Regions from separate parts of the Mus musculus genome. Here region 2 is linked to region 1. The links are chromatin contacts, called in public Hi-C maps. All regions are on one chromosome and are shown on one strand. Each heading gives the region's core, a stretch centred on a gene start, on an enhancer-like site or on the middle of the called end of the contact. The rest is flanking DNA. Distances are from core to core; before and after follow the strand shown.

Region 1 (5,941 bases), core at 2,340-4,839:
CTCTTGTGATTTTTCCCAAGAGGGAATCTATTGAGAAATCCCTTTTCCCTTGAGCTCCTATATACTTTCTCATCAGAGAATTGATTAGATTCTAAATTCTGTTCAATTGAACAGAATTGATTTAGATTGAGAAAGTTATCGTCTTAGGCATCAAAAACATGAGAGCTCCGACAGTGGAGCATGCAGTGGAGCATGCAGGCTTCAGGTGCTCAGTCTCTCTGTTCCTCATTCTTGGGAAGAGGGATGACCTCACTGTCTATGTTAGGGTTTTATTACTGTGAACAGAGACCATGACCAAGGCACACTTTTGAGGACAACATTTAATTAGGACTGGCTTATAGGTTCAGAGGTTCAGTCCATTATCATCATGGCAGGAACATGGCAGCATCCAGGCAGGCATGGCACTGGAAGAGCTGAGAGTTCTACATCTTGTTCCGAAGGCAAACTGGAGAAGACTGGCTTCCAGGCAATGATGAGAAGAGTCTCCAAGCCCAACCTCACAGTGACACACTTCCTCCAACAAGGCCATACCTACTCCAACAAGGCCACACCTACTCCAACAAGGTCATACCTCCTAATAGTGCCACTCCCTAGGCCAAGCATATTCAACCCACCACACTCACCTGTCCCTAAGGGGGTTGAATATAACTAACAGCACAGAGATGATCAACATGGGAAGGGAGGGCACCTTAGTGGACATTCAGGGTGCTGGAGATGTAGATGGATTTAATCTCTGACTCCACCTGAGAACACCACCTTCTTGAGAAAGTATTGGTTGGAAAATAAAGAACCGTATCCATTAGGGACATTGAGTCATTATGCTACTGGAAACTCTCCCTGTCACTCAGAAACACAGGTGGCCACCACCCTGCAGTCCCAAGCTGGCCACTCTTTTCTTATGTTTGTTTGCTTGAGACAAGATCTCCTGTAGCACAGGCTGGCCCCAGCCTGTGTTTATAGCTGAAGATGACCATGAATTTCAGATTCTCCTGCCTGCACCTCCTGCATTCTGATGTTACAGGCATGCTCTACCACGATGGGGTACTGAAGATTGACTGAAGGGCTTCCTGCATGCTAAGCAGCTGCTCTACCAGTTGAGCCTAGTCCCCAGCCTTCGATATTCTCACATGAGGAACTTGAAGAATATTCCAGGAACACCTTGGGGCACAGGTGAACAACTGAGGAACAATGACATCTGTCTGTCCTGATCATCCATCAGAGACCATTCCTGATTCAGCATCCCTAACTCTAAACCCCAAGTTCATCTTGGCTTTGTGGGGCTCTCAATCTACAAAGTGACCCCGTTGTTCTCCACCTCCTCGAAAATTCCACCAGAGTCCACTGACAGCTGACGATGCAGCTTAATCCTTCAAGCTGCTTTTGAATTTACAGTCTATTAAAGGTATCTGCTCTCAGGGGCTAGAACTAGGAACGAGAAAGTCAGAGGCTTGAAGGAGAAATTTTTTCCTGAGTGCTGTTGACACACATTTATTATTAAGGTCTTGGTAATTCTTCTTACGTCTCTCAGTAGATTTCTCTGCTCCATTAATTTTAGTGCCTTTGAAAGTTCAGAATGCAACCTTAGAGGCTCCATTCCTAGTCCTTGAAGAACAGCAGCTCCAAGGAGGAAAGGGAGGAAGAGAGTCAGATGGACCTGTCAGCAGGTGCAAGTTTACAAACAGCCCAACAAAGCCAGAGCAACCTTCCACCTGTTAGCCTCTAAGCATCTGTACCAAAGCAAGGAAGGGCTCAGGAGGAAAGACCATAGCCTGATGCTCCATACTTTGGCTTCAAATGTCTAAACATACCTAGCATAGATGCACACATATACATGTATAAACACATATATATGCACACAGATAGGCATACACATATACAGATACATATATGCATGCATACACACATATGTGCACACAGATACACACATGCACTCTTCTGTGTGCGTGTGTCAGTCTGTGTGTCTTCTATCTCTCTCTCCCCTTACTGTGTCTCTGCATATGTGTATGGGTCTTTCCATTCTGTCTCTCTTCTCTCTGTGTTTGAATGTCTCTATATATGTCTCTCTTCTCTCACATTTCTCTGTTCTTCTCCCCCCTTTCTCATCCCCTTTTCCCTCTTTCTTCTCTCCCTGCCTCTCTCCCACACCTAACTCTTGCCCTTCAAATCTAGGCTCTGGGAACTTGACCTTCAGCCTCAGGCCTGACCATTAGGCATTTACCTCAGGTCCTCTGGAATGTGAACTTGAGCTAAGTCTAATGATCTTTACTCTACTCATTGTGCTTTCCATGAGTTCCAAAACATAACACCTCCCCATTGGGTTAGAAATCCTGTTTCCCAAGTTGTCAGGCACAGCCTGGGTCTTGGGAACACCAGTAATCTAGACTTGAAATCCTCTATTCAATATGCCAATTAAACACACAAATAAAAACAAAAAGCAGGAAAAGATGCATTCAGTGCAGCCACATTGAAAAGAGAAAGAATAGTGAGACCCAGTGTCTCTGCCCACAAGTCTGTATTCGAGGTCCTGATGTGAGGTTTATATTTAAATAGAGGACAAAAAGTATGCATAACTAAGCAGTCCTGGCCAAGATGTGGTCCCATCCATCTATCACTGAGCCATCATTGTCTGGGCTCCAGTCTTTCCTGCAAGGTGGTCTGACAAGTTGTCAGAACTGTGTGAAATCTTCCTGGGAGACAAGCTCCTGATTGACTGGCACCAGGTTGGGCCTCTTTTCCCAGTATAAGACTCCTGGGGAAAATTCTAATTCTTTGGGGTCCATTGCTTCGGGTAGTCAAATAGCCAAAGGGAAGGGCACGGATATCTGTTGCGACTATCTTCTTATTTGCCAGAGGGTTCCAATCCAAGCAACCGGTATAACACTGAGTAAGTAAGTTACAGGCACCTTGCAGGTCTCCAACCCACCAGGACAGTCGCACATCAGAGTCCAGCACTGCCCTACTATACACATTGCCTGAGTCTGTCAGCCTCAAATTCTGCATCCCATGAGTGAGTCTGCAAGAGGACCACATGGTCACAGTGCCACCCAAGAAGGTCATAGGACTTGACTCAATCTTACAGATCTCAAGTTGATTTCAACTACCATTCAATTGAGCTTTTTTTCCCCAGAGGTGAGCCCAGCATCCTGCCTCCCCTTTGAATGTTCCAAAGACAGTAAAGCAACTATTCCCAGGAGCCAAGAACAGTCTGGCGGAGCCTCTCCTGACCAGCTCAGCCCCACCTGTGTGCCAAAACTATTGACCAGGCAGTGTGCTGGACTAAGACTACAGACACTGTCTGTCTGTCTGTCTGTCTGTCTGTCTGTCTATCTTTTGATCTCATCCTCCTGTCCCACCCCAGGGTCTAGTTCAAGAAGCTGCCCAGAGCTGAAGCCTCCAAGAACACTACCAACTAAAGTCTGGACACTTTCCCTCCATTGTTCCCAAAGGGTTCTTTTCTGTGAGTCCAGGCATGGGGGAGGGTTGGATCACACACAGAGAACATTCATTTTCAATGACACCTCCTGCTGCCCACTCTCAGACCCCCTCCCAGATGCAAACAGAGCCCAGAGCCTGCTACAAAACAACAGCCCTGGGCATTTGTAGAAGCACCAGTGACTCACCCTCCCCGCTGCAGCCCAAGCTTCCAAAAGCCCATGAGCTCATTTTAATTGAAACCCATCCACTGTTTTGTAATGAGTGAAACAGACTGCTGGAGAGAGTCTCATCCCTCTCCATTCTATTCCTGCTTCCCAAGAAGAATCCTTGATGCTGCCGAGCATCCAGTTGAGCTGTTGACATCTGAGACAAGTGGGCCTCATCACAGGTTCCTAGTGGGATGAAGGCACACAGGAGGGGCCTAGAACCGGTTTCATCTGATGAATCGGTACTTTCTCAAATCACCACATTTTCTCATCAGAACTCAACATTATGCTACTAGGGTCTGGGGATGTTGTTCCGTTGGTAGAACGCTTGCCTGGCATGTGTGAAGCCCTGAGTTCTACCCCACAGCACTGCATTAAATGGGTTGGTGCAAACCTGTAATTCCAGCCCTTGAGAGGTAGAAGCAAGGGATCAGGAGTTCAAGGTCCTCCTCCACTCTATGTTAAGCTTGAGGCCGGCTTGGGCTATATAAGACCATCCCCAAAAACTACACTAGGAAAAAATAAAAGATACTACTTCTTACTTTTATTGCTGTATGGACTGCTGATGATAAACATATATCACTGTGTGTGTGAGAGAGAGAGAGACAGAGAGACAGAGACAGAGTCAGAGTCAGAAATAGAAAGGGAGGGAGTCCCATCAGTCCCCACTTCCTTAACTCCTTGGTTGAATCTAACAAAGTAACAAGATACAAAACAGTAAAAGAGAGCATACAATTTTTAAGTCTTACAAATAAGATCGTCACAGAGAGTAAAGTCTATAGAGATCAAAGAGAAATGGTTTTTTATACTGTTTATAGTGAAAGAGGAGTAAATTTCTAAAGTCCTGGTGGGGCAGAGGGATCTGTGGCCAGGGATATAAATTCTTGCAGAGTCATCAAGATATATGAGGGGATGTGAGCTGGACAGAAGATAAGATTGACATGTGGGTTTATTTATTCAGGCCCGTTGCAGCCCCAATTACCAGTCTCTGGTGATAAGGGTTATTTTCCTGACCTGGTAGGAGGGGAGCACCCCTCCCATTGGAATCTTTATGACCTGCCACACATAGGAAAAGGTGAGCCATAGAACCTTTTCCACAGATACCGTTTCTCCACTGCTTTTATCTCCAAATTATGAATGCATCAATTCCATGAATATTGGGATGGCATATCCTTACATACACCCAGAGGCAAATTTTAATTAACTAAGTTCTACCTCATGACAAAAAGAACTTTGTCCGGTGGCTGGAAGCAATATACAATACAAAAGTATATATTTTTAAAAAGTCATGAAAAAACCCAACCATCTGTCAGATGATGGATGGGTAAACAAAATGTGGTATGTCCACTAAAATGGAATGTTATTCAGCTATGAAGATGAGTGGAGTGCTCTATATGCTATGATATGGATGACCCTTGAAAGCATTTTGGTAAATGGAAGAGGACGGACACAACTGTGATCCCATTTAGGATGTCTATAGAATCGACAGTCACGGATGGCTTCCAGGAATGGAAGACTAACAAGGTAGGGGGAAGCTGGGGAATGGTTGCTTATGGTAAATGGTTTCTTTGAGGATGATGAGTGAATGTACTAGAACCATTTCCAAAATGGGTAAAATGTGGGCATAATTCAGTTGGTAGAATGTTTGCCTACCACAAGTGAAGCCCTGACTTCCATGTCCATGTCACATAAAACGGGTGTGGAGACACTCACCTGTAACATCAGCACTGTAAGATGGATACGGAAGGATAAAGAACTCAGGCCAGCCTAGGCTACATAAAAGCCTGTGTCTTTGTTTTATTCTCGTGCTGTGACAAAAAACCATGACCTAAAACAACTTAGGAGAGGAAAGATCCATTTCGGCTTCCATTTCCAGGTCACTGTCCATCATGAAGGAAGTCAGGGCAGGTGGCTGAAGTAAAAATCCTAGAGCAATATTGTTTGCTGGCTCACTCCCAGGCTTATGCTCAGCCTGCTTTTTTACAGGGTTAGGAACCACCTGCCTAGGGAATGGTGCTGCCCACAGTGGCCTGGACTCTCCTACATCAATTAACAATCAAGACAATGCCCCACAGACATGCCCACAGGCCAATCTGATCAGAGCAACTCTTCAACTGAGATTCTCTTCTCAGGTGACTCTAAGCTGTGCCAAGTTGACAGTTAAGACTAACTAAAATATCTTGTCTCAAAAAGAAAAACAAAAGGAAAGAAAAGTAAAATTGTTCCTTCTTTAACATGATACAGTATTTATATATGTTCTATATACCTTCTCATAGACACAATCAGATATACATGTTCAT
Region 2 (5,941 bases), core at 1,130-3,629, 160 kb before region 1:
TGCCGCAAATCCAGTTTGATTGGCCGCCGTGCTTATTTATTCTCTGCATTGTAATTGCTTAGACACATTGGACCGACCAAACTTATAAATGGCAAATTAAACAAGAGGCAAATGTGCTGGCCGACATACGGGCCGTATTGATCCAGGCAGGTTGATGCAGAGCATGAAACAGGTCTTTGAACGGGCAGCCAAACTTTCCAGAACTATTGACAGTTTTCCCCAAGGCCTTTCAATAAGCACACGTCGACTCTTGGCTTTTGAATTGCCTAACCTTTGGGTGGTGAAATCGCAGCATGTTGTTTTAATCTTTTTATAATGGACTAGAGTTCAATTTAGAAAAACAAAACAAAAAACAAAACAAAATTAAAAACAAAGCATGTCTCCTGAGTGCTGCAGGCAGGAGGCTATAAAGGTTTCAAGCAGCTCTGAAGCCACACTCATCTCCCAAAAACCTGTACTACGTTCTCCATCAAACCCCACTTCTGCTGATCTTCTCTTTAAACAGAGTCCTGGGAGCAGCAGAGGCATCCCCTAGGCAACTGTTGGAGAGCGGGGATGGGGGGTAAAGGGGGATGACAGTATAAAGTCCTGAGTTCAGATCTCCAGCACCCACAGAAAAGGCTGGGCCTGGCACCACACATTGTAATGCCAACACTGGGAACCCCTGGCCAGCCAGTCTCACCAAGTCAGTAAAACACTTTGTCTCCAAAATAAGGTAGAGGGCGGGTGAGATCTCAGCAGGTGTAAGCTCTTCTTTCCTAGCCTAGCTACTGAGGACAAGCCCAGGACCCACCTGGTGAAGAGAACTGACTCCCACAAGTTGTCCTGTGACCTCCGCATGGACACCGTGACACCTCCCCTAACTCCCCAAAAGATTTTTTTTGAAAAATTAGTTTGGATTTTTTTTTTTTTTTTTGAGACAGGATCTCCTATTTAGTCCTGGCTGTCCTGGAACTCACTATGTAAACCAGGCTGGCCTTAAACTCACAGATCTCCTTTCTTCTGTCCCCAAAGTGCTGGGATTAAAGGTTTGTGTCACCACATCTGGCCTCCACACGCTCCTGGACATATGGAAACACATACAAAACAAAGTCATGACAGCTAAGTCCTCTGTCCCTTTCTCTGAGCATCTCCCTTCTCTACACGACTGGAAGCAATGGCTTGCTTGTAGCATCCGCCTAATAAAGGTATGCTGTTTGTTGGGTAAATAGCACAGGGAAAGGGCCCTGAAGAGGAAGGAGGGTTGTGGAGAACCAAATGCACCCTGGAGACCATCTACTTCCCGTTTGCCCAGAGTCGGACCCTGGGGCCCAGAGCCGACTCCTTTCCCCAGCACAGTGCTGTAAGCTGAGTGTTCATCTGGAGCAGCTAAGACTCCGACCGATTTCTGGGCTTCTTCCCAAGAGTTTCCCATCCAGCCGGGACCAAGAGGCTGCGAGTTCTTAACAAGTCACAGGCAATATCAATGCTGCTAGTGCAGGAGTCACACTTAGCAAGCCCACACCCAGGGACTGGGGGTGACTCAGTCAGTAAAGTGCTTGACTTAACTCTTAGGATCTGAATTTAATTCCCAGAAACATTTTAAAAAGAAAAGAAAAGTCAGACACAGTGGCATGCATCTGTACTCCCAGCCCTGAGGAAGTGGGAACAGAGGGATGCCTGCGACTTACTGGCCAGTCACTCCTGTCTGAGTCATCTCCAGACCAAGGAGAGCCCAACAACGGAGATAAGAGTGTGTGTGTGTGTGTGTGTGTGTGTACACATGCATGTGTGTGCCACTGTTTTAAAGGACCCAAGATTCCAGCACCCATAAAGGGCAGCTCACAACTACCTGTAGCTCCAGCTCCAGGGATCCTGACATTCTCTTTTGTCACTCATCTGCACACACTCAAGCAGATGCACACACATATACATAATTAAAAATAAAACAAATCTTTCAAATAAAAGGGTTTTTTAAAAGAAAGAAAGAAAGAAAGAAAGAAAGAAAGAAAGAAAGAAAGAAAGAAAGAAAGAAAGGAAGGAAGGAAGGAAGGAAGATCAAAGAAAACCAGTGCTGGGCAGGTGAGACTCCGCCCCCACTGCAAGCCTCTGTCTTACCTTGCATAGTATTAAAACTTTTGCTTTAAACCTCTCAAAACTTGGCTCAAACCATTGCCCAAAGGCGGGTCCAAAAATAACTACAACCAGAACGAGAATGACTTCTCCTCCTTCAAGGCATAGGGAGGTCGCTACCCTGGCATTGTGGCAGTTACTTTGAAGAATCAGAGAGCAGAAATGGAAGGTGCATCTAGCCTGTCAGAAGACTCTGCCGAGGGAGCAGGTAGAATTGGATCCTTTCTGGCAGGTTGTTCCACAGACATCATTAGCTACAGAGGTTGCCCGGCCACTAGATGGCAGTCCTCAATTGACGTTCGAGTAACTTGGGTCGTTGGCCTCTAAACCCACTGATATCCACAAGGACAATAAAAAGCAGATGATGAATTTGATGGACTAAAATAGGCTAGCTTCTCTCCCGGGAAACTTGGCATTAAACAAATTCATTTAGCAAATGCAGAGCCTAGAACAATGACCCAAAACGGGGCTGCAAGCATTCCTTTTGGTCTCTAAAGGCAGGACCAAAGTTCCCACACTTAAGTTAGGAAGCACGGAGCCAACTGGTCGTATGGGAAACAATGCAGCGGAAAAGTAAATCTGTGGACCCCCAAAACATGAGGATAAGACATCTGGCTGTTATAATGCAAGTGATAGTAACCTGAAATGAGATATTATTAAAAGATGTATTGAAGTTTTCGAGCCAGGCATGGGGACACATTCAAGAGGCTAAGGCAGAGGGACTGTGCATTTGACACCAGCACAGACTGCAGACTGAGAATCTGTCAGAGAAAGAGGGATGGGGAAGGAGAAAGAAAGAGGACTAAAATCCACAGGAGAGGAGAAACTTAAACAAGTGGAAAATTGTTTCAATATATATTTTCTGATGGCCAGCCCAAACATGGCACACTATAAATAACAGGCAGTGTTTTCCATGTCAAAGTGGAGACTCACAGCTTGTGGGCTGGAAAACTAATGAGCTATAAGCATGTATGAAATGAGGGAGCTGTCAGCATGTCCAGAGTGGGTGACGGCCACAGGGAGCAAAACCATCCAGAAAGCACAATTGCCACCCCCTCTGCTCAAACTGCCACCTCAGCCGTCTCTCACGGGAGCTGCGTGTGGACGCACTTGGGCTTCCTGTCCCGAGGCTTCAGAAAGTTAGGCATAATCCCAATAAAAATGTAGGAGGTTTTTTGGTGCTGGGATTCTCTGGATAATTGCTTTCATTTTCACTGGCCATGTTGCAGAACCCCTGAATGTTATATGGGCCTTTCCTTTATCTCGTTGACGACATCTGCTGTTTGCAGACTCCACTAATCACTGGAATCACCCAAGAGCTCTTCCCCAAACCCAAACCACCCCAACCTATTGCTGCAAATCTTATGAAGTAGCAGTGGCATGAGAAAGCTGTGCTGGTTTCTAACATACGCACACCATAGGTTGTGTACGCTGTGTGCATAACTCTTATGCTCTATTATTGATGGCATAATAACAAGAAAAAAGCCCGTGTGGGTTCCATACGAAGGTGTGCTTGTGTACGTGTGTGTGTTCATGTATGTGTAGGCTTGTGTACATGTGTATGTTCATGTATGTGTAGGCTTGTGTACGTGTGTGTGTCCATGTATGTGTAGGCACATTGTACATGAATAAACATAAATCTGGAGGCCGAAGGACAACCTCCACTGTCATCTCTTAGAAGCCACCCACCTTAATGTTCCTGAGGATCTCTTGTGGAACCTGCTAAATAGGGTAGACCAGCTGGCTAAGGGAACCCCCAAGAAGCTTCCTGTCTCCACTTCCCTAGCACTGAGTTTACAAGCATACACTACCATGCTTTAATTTTAACACAGGTTCTGAGTATTGAACTTGTGTTCTCATGCTTGTAAGGCAAGCACATTACCAATGGAGCCATCACCCAAGACCTCAAACACCATTTAAAAAAAAGAAAAGAAATTAGTCCAAGTTAGGTTAAATCTACAAGTCCAGCACCTGCCTAGACAGTGGACCACTGGTGTGGAGGTGAATACTTTGAAAATGGGACCCCTCAGATCCTAGAGCGTTTTCTCTCCCGCTCCTAATGCCCTGTGGAACATGAAGGGAGAGAACCATGTATTTTTTTTCCAGGATCTGCCTACAAGAGAGACAGAGAGAGACTTACCCAGAATATAAGAGACTCACAGGGGGAGAGGGGAGATTCAGTCAGCCTATTCTGATGGGCTATGGAATTTTCTCTTTCTCCAGATCTTGCAGACTGGTTTACTGAAGTGTGCAAGATACTTTGGGGCATGCAGGATACACACACACACACACACAAATGTGAGTCTCTTCTCACAATTTCTCCTCCAGTCGGTTAGACCCCTTCAGAAGCCTTGAAATATATCCCAGCACCCTGGCAAAGTCCTACAGAAAGGAAACGGGTAAAGAAACAAAGACATATGAGGAAAGGGTCAAGTTGCCAGAACTCTTTGAAAGCAAGAATCAAAGGCTCTGGGTGGAGTTAATGGTCCCTGCGAGGCACTGGGGGCCATCGGAGCAGAGCCCAGAGGCAGCTGGTGGGGACCGCAAAGAGCCCTCGACTGCACTCACACCCACACTGAACATCTGCTCACACCCATGGAAGTGTAGGAAGCTTTTGTTCTTATGAACTGAAGGAGAGGGCCAGCATTTGTTTAGAGTGGGACTGGGAAAAAGAGTAGATTTCACCTCATCTCAAATCCACATGGAGGCTTTGATTCTCTACCTGTAAGGTAAAGATCAGTACACAAGCATTTGATGTTAGAGAGATGGGTGGTTAAGAGTACTTGCTGCACTTCCAGAGGACCAGAGTTTGGTACCCAGCACCTCCGGGCACATAGCTCACAACTTCCCAACTCCAGGGGCTCTGATGCCCTCTTCTGGCCTTTAACAGTACTCACATAAAAAATAAATATAAAATCCTTCAAAGCAGCTCATTTGCCATGTCCATCTGTGTAGTCCTTGTTGGGCTCATGTCTGAGCAGTCATGTTCATGGACTCATGGTGAGACTTCTGGGGCAAAGCTCACAAGGCCTCAACCTTACACAAAGAACTGCAGGCAACGGAGAAAAGCTGGGAGCAGGAGAAATAGCCTTCACCAGGGAAGAGCTCACCAGTTGGCCATCTAATACCAAGCAGTCATCCATAAAGACATACACACAGATAACATTGTACAGATGCACAGGTTATATATACAGGAATATAAATATATTCATGTAACAGACAATTAATTTTAAAAAGAGGCCATGAATTTGAAAGAGAGCAAGGAAGGGTATATGGGAGAACTTGGAGAGAGGAGAAAGGTTGTGATTGTGCTATAATCTCAATAAATAAATAAATAAATAAATAAATAAATAAATAAATAAATAAATAAATAAATGGATGGTCATTTGGGCACCTAATTTTCATGAGAAGTTTTACAAAATTAGAACAGCTCCTAGGTACAGGTGGCACAAAGTTGTCTTGTCTTAGAGTCCCAAGAAGTCCCGTGAGCGGCATGACAGAACATTTACTACAGAGTAGATTATATGCTGCAGTGGGAGATGGTAGAATTTGTACAGCCTATTGCTTCTGGGTCTGATGATGACACTGCTGAAGGTCAGTGAGAACAGCAGTCTGGAAGCAAGGTTGGATACAGACAAGAGAAGGAACAGAGGTATAATGGTGAAGCTGGAACCCGAGTAGATCAGTGGAGTACATCTGCTGAGGTTTCCAGGTTCCTGTCTCTCAGAACATCCAATTGGACCAGGAGCACATGAGTAGTGCTAGAAGCGCCAGCAGTTTTTTAGTAAAGAAAAAAAGGACACTTCAGCAAGTGTAAGGGCTAGTGAGC

Evidence for each region. Hi-C and Micro-C count contacts between places; a contact is called where the count stands out from the background.
Region 2: a Hi-C map of the N1E-115 cell line shows a contact between it and region 1, with 5 times the contacts expected there. The contact joins two enhancer-like sites. A contact is called at or near these places in 3 of 15 datasets of contacts at CTCF or cohesin (CD8 T cells, large pre-B cells and pro-B cells), 22 of 484 Hi-C or Micro-C datasets (B cells, CD4 T cells, the G1E-ER4 cell line and 12 more) and 3 of 115 datasets of contacts at active chromatin or transcription factors (CD8 T cells, the HPC-7 cell line and acute myeloid leukemia).

What each region holds. Positions count from the first base shown.
Region 1 is chr1:128,657,684-128,663,624 of GRCm38.p6, reverse strand. No RefSeq gene overlaps it. Among named protein-coding and RNA genes, the nearest start is that of Cxcr4, 68 kb to the right of the region's middle. Within about 2 kb of position 3,589, at least 28 of the 459 cell types and tissues checked have an H3K27ac peak or open chromatin away from gene starts, as enhancers often do. A contact at or near this core is called in the HPC-7 cell line and the N1E-115 cell line, where this site is marked.
Region 2 is chr1:128,820,864-128,826,804 of GRCm38.p6, reverse strand. No RefSeq gene overlaps it. Among named protein-coding and RNA genes, the nearest start is that of Gm23056, 62 kb to the left of the region's middle. Within about 2 kb of position 2,379, at least 64 of the 459 cell types and tissues checked have an H3K27ac peak or open chromatin away from gene starts, as enhancers often do. A contact at or near this core is called in the HPC-7 cell line and the N1E-115 cell line, where this site is marked.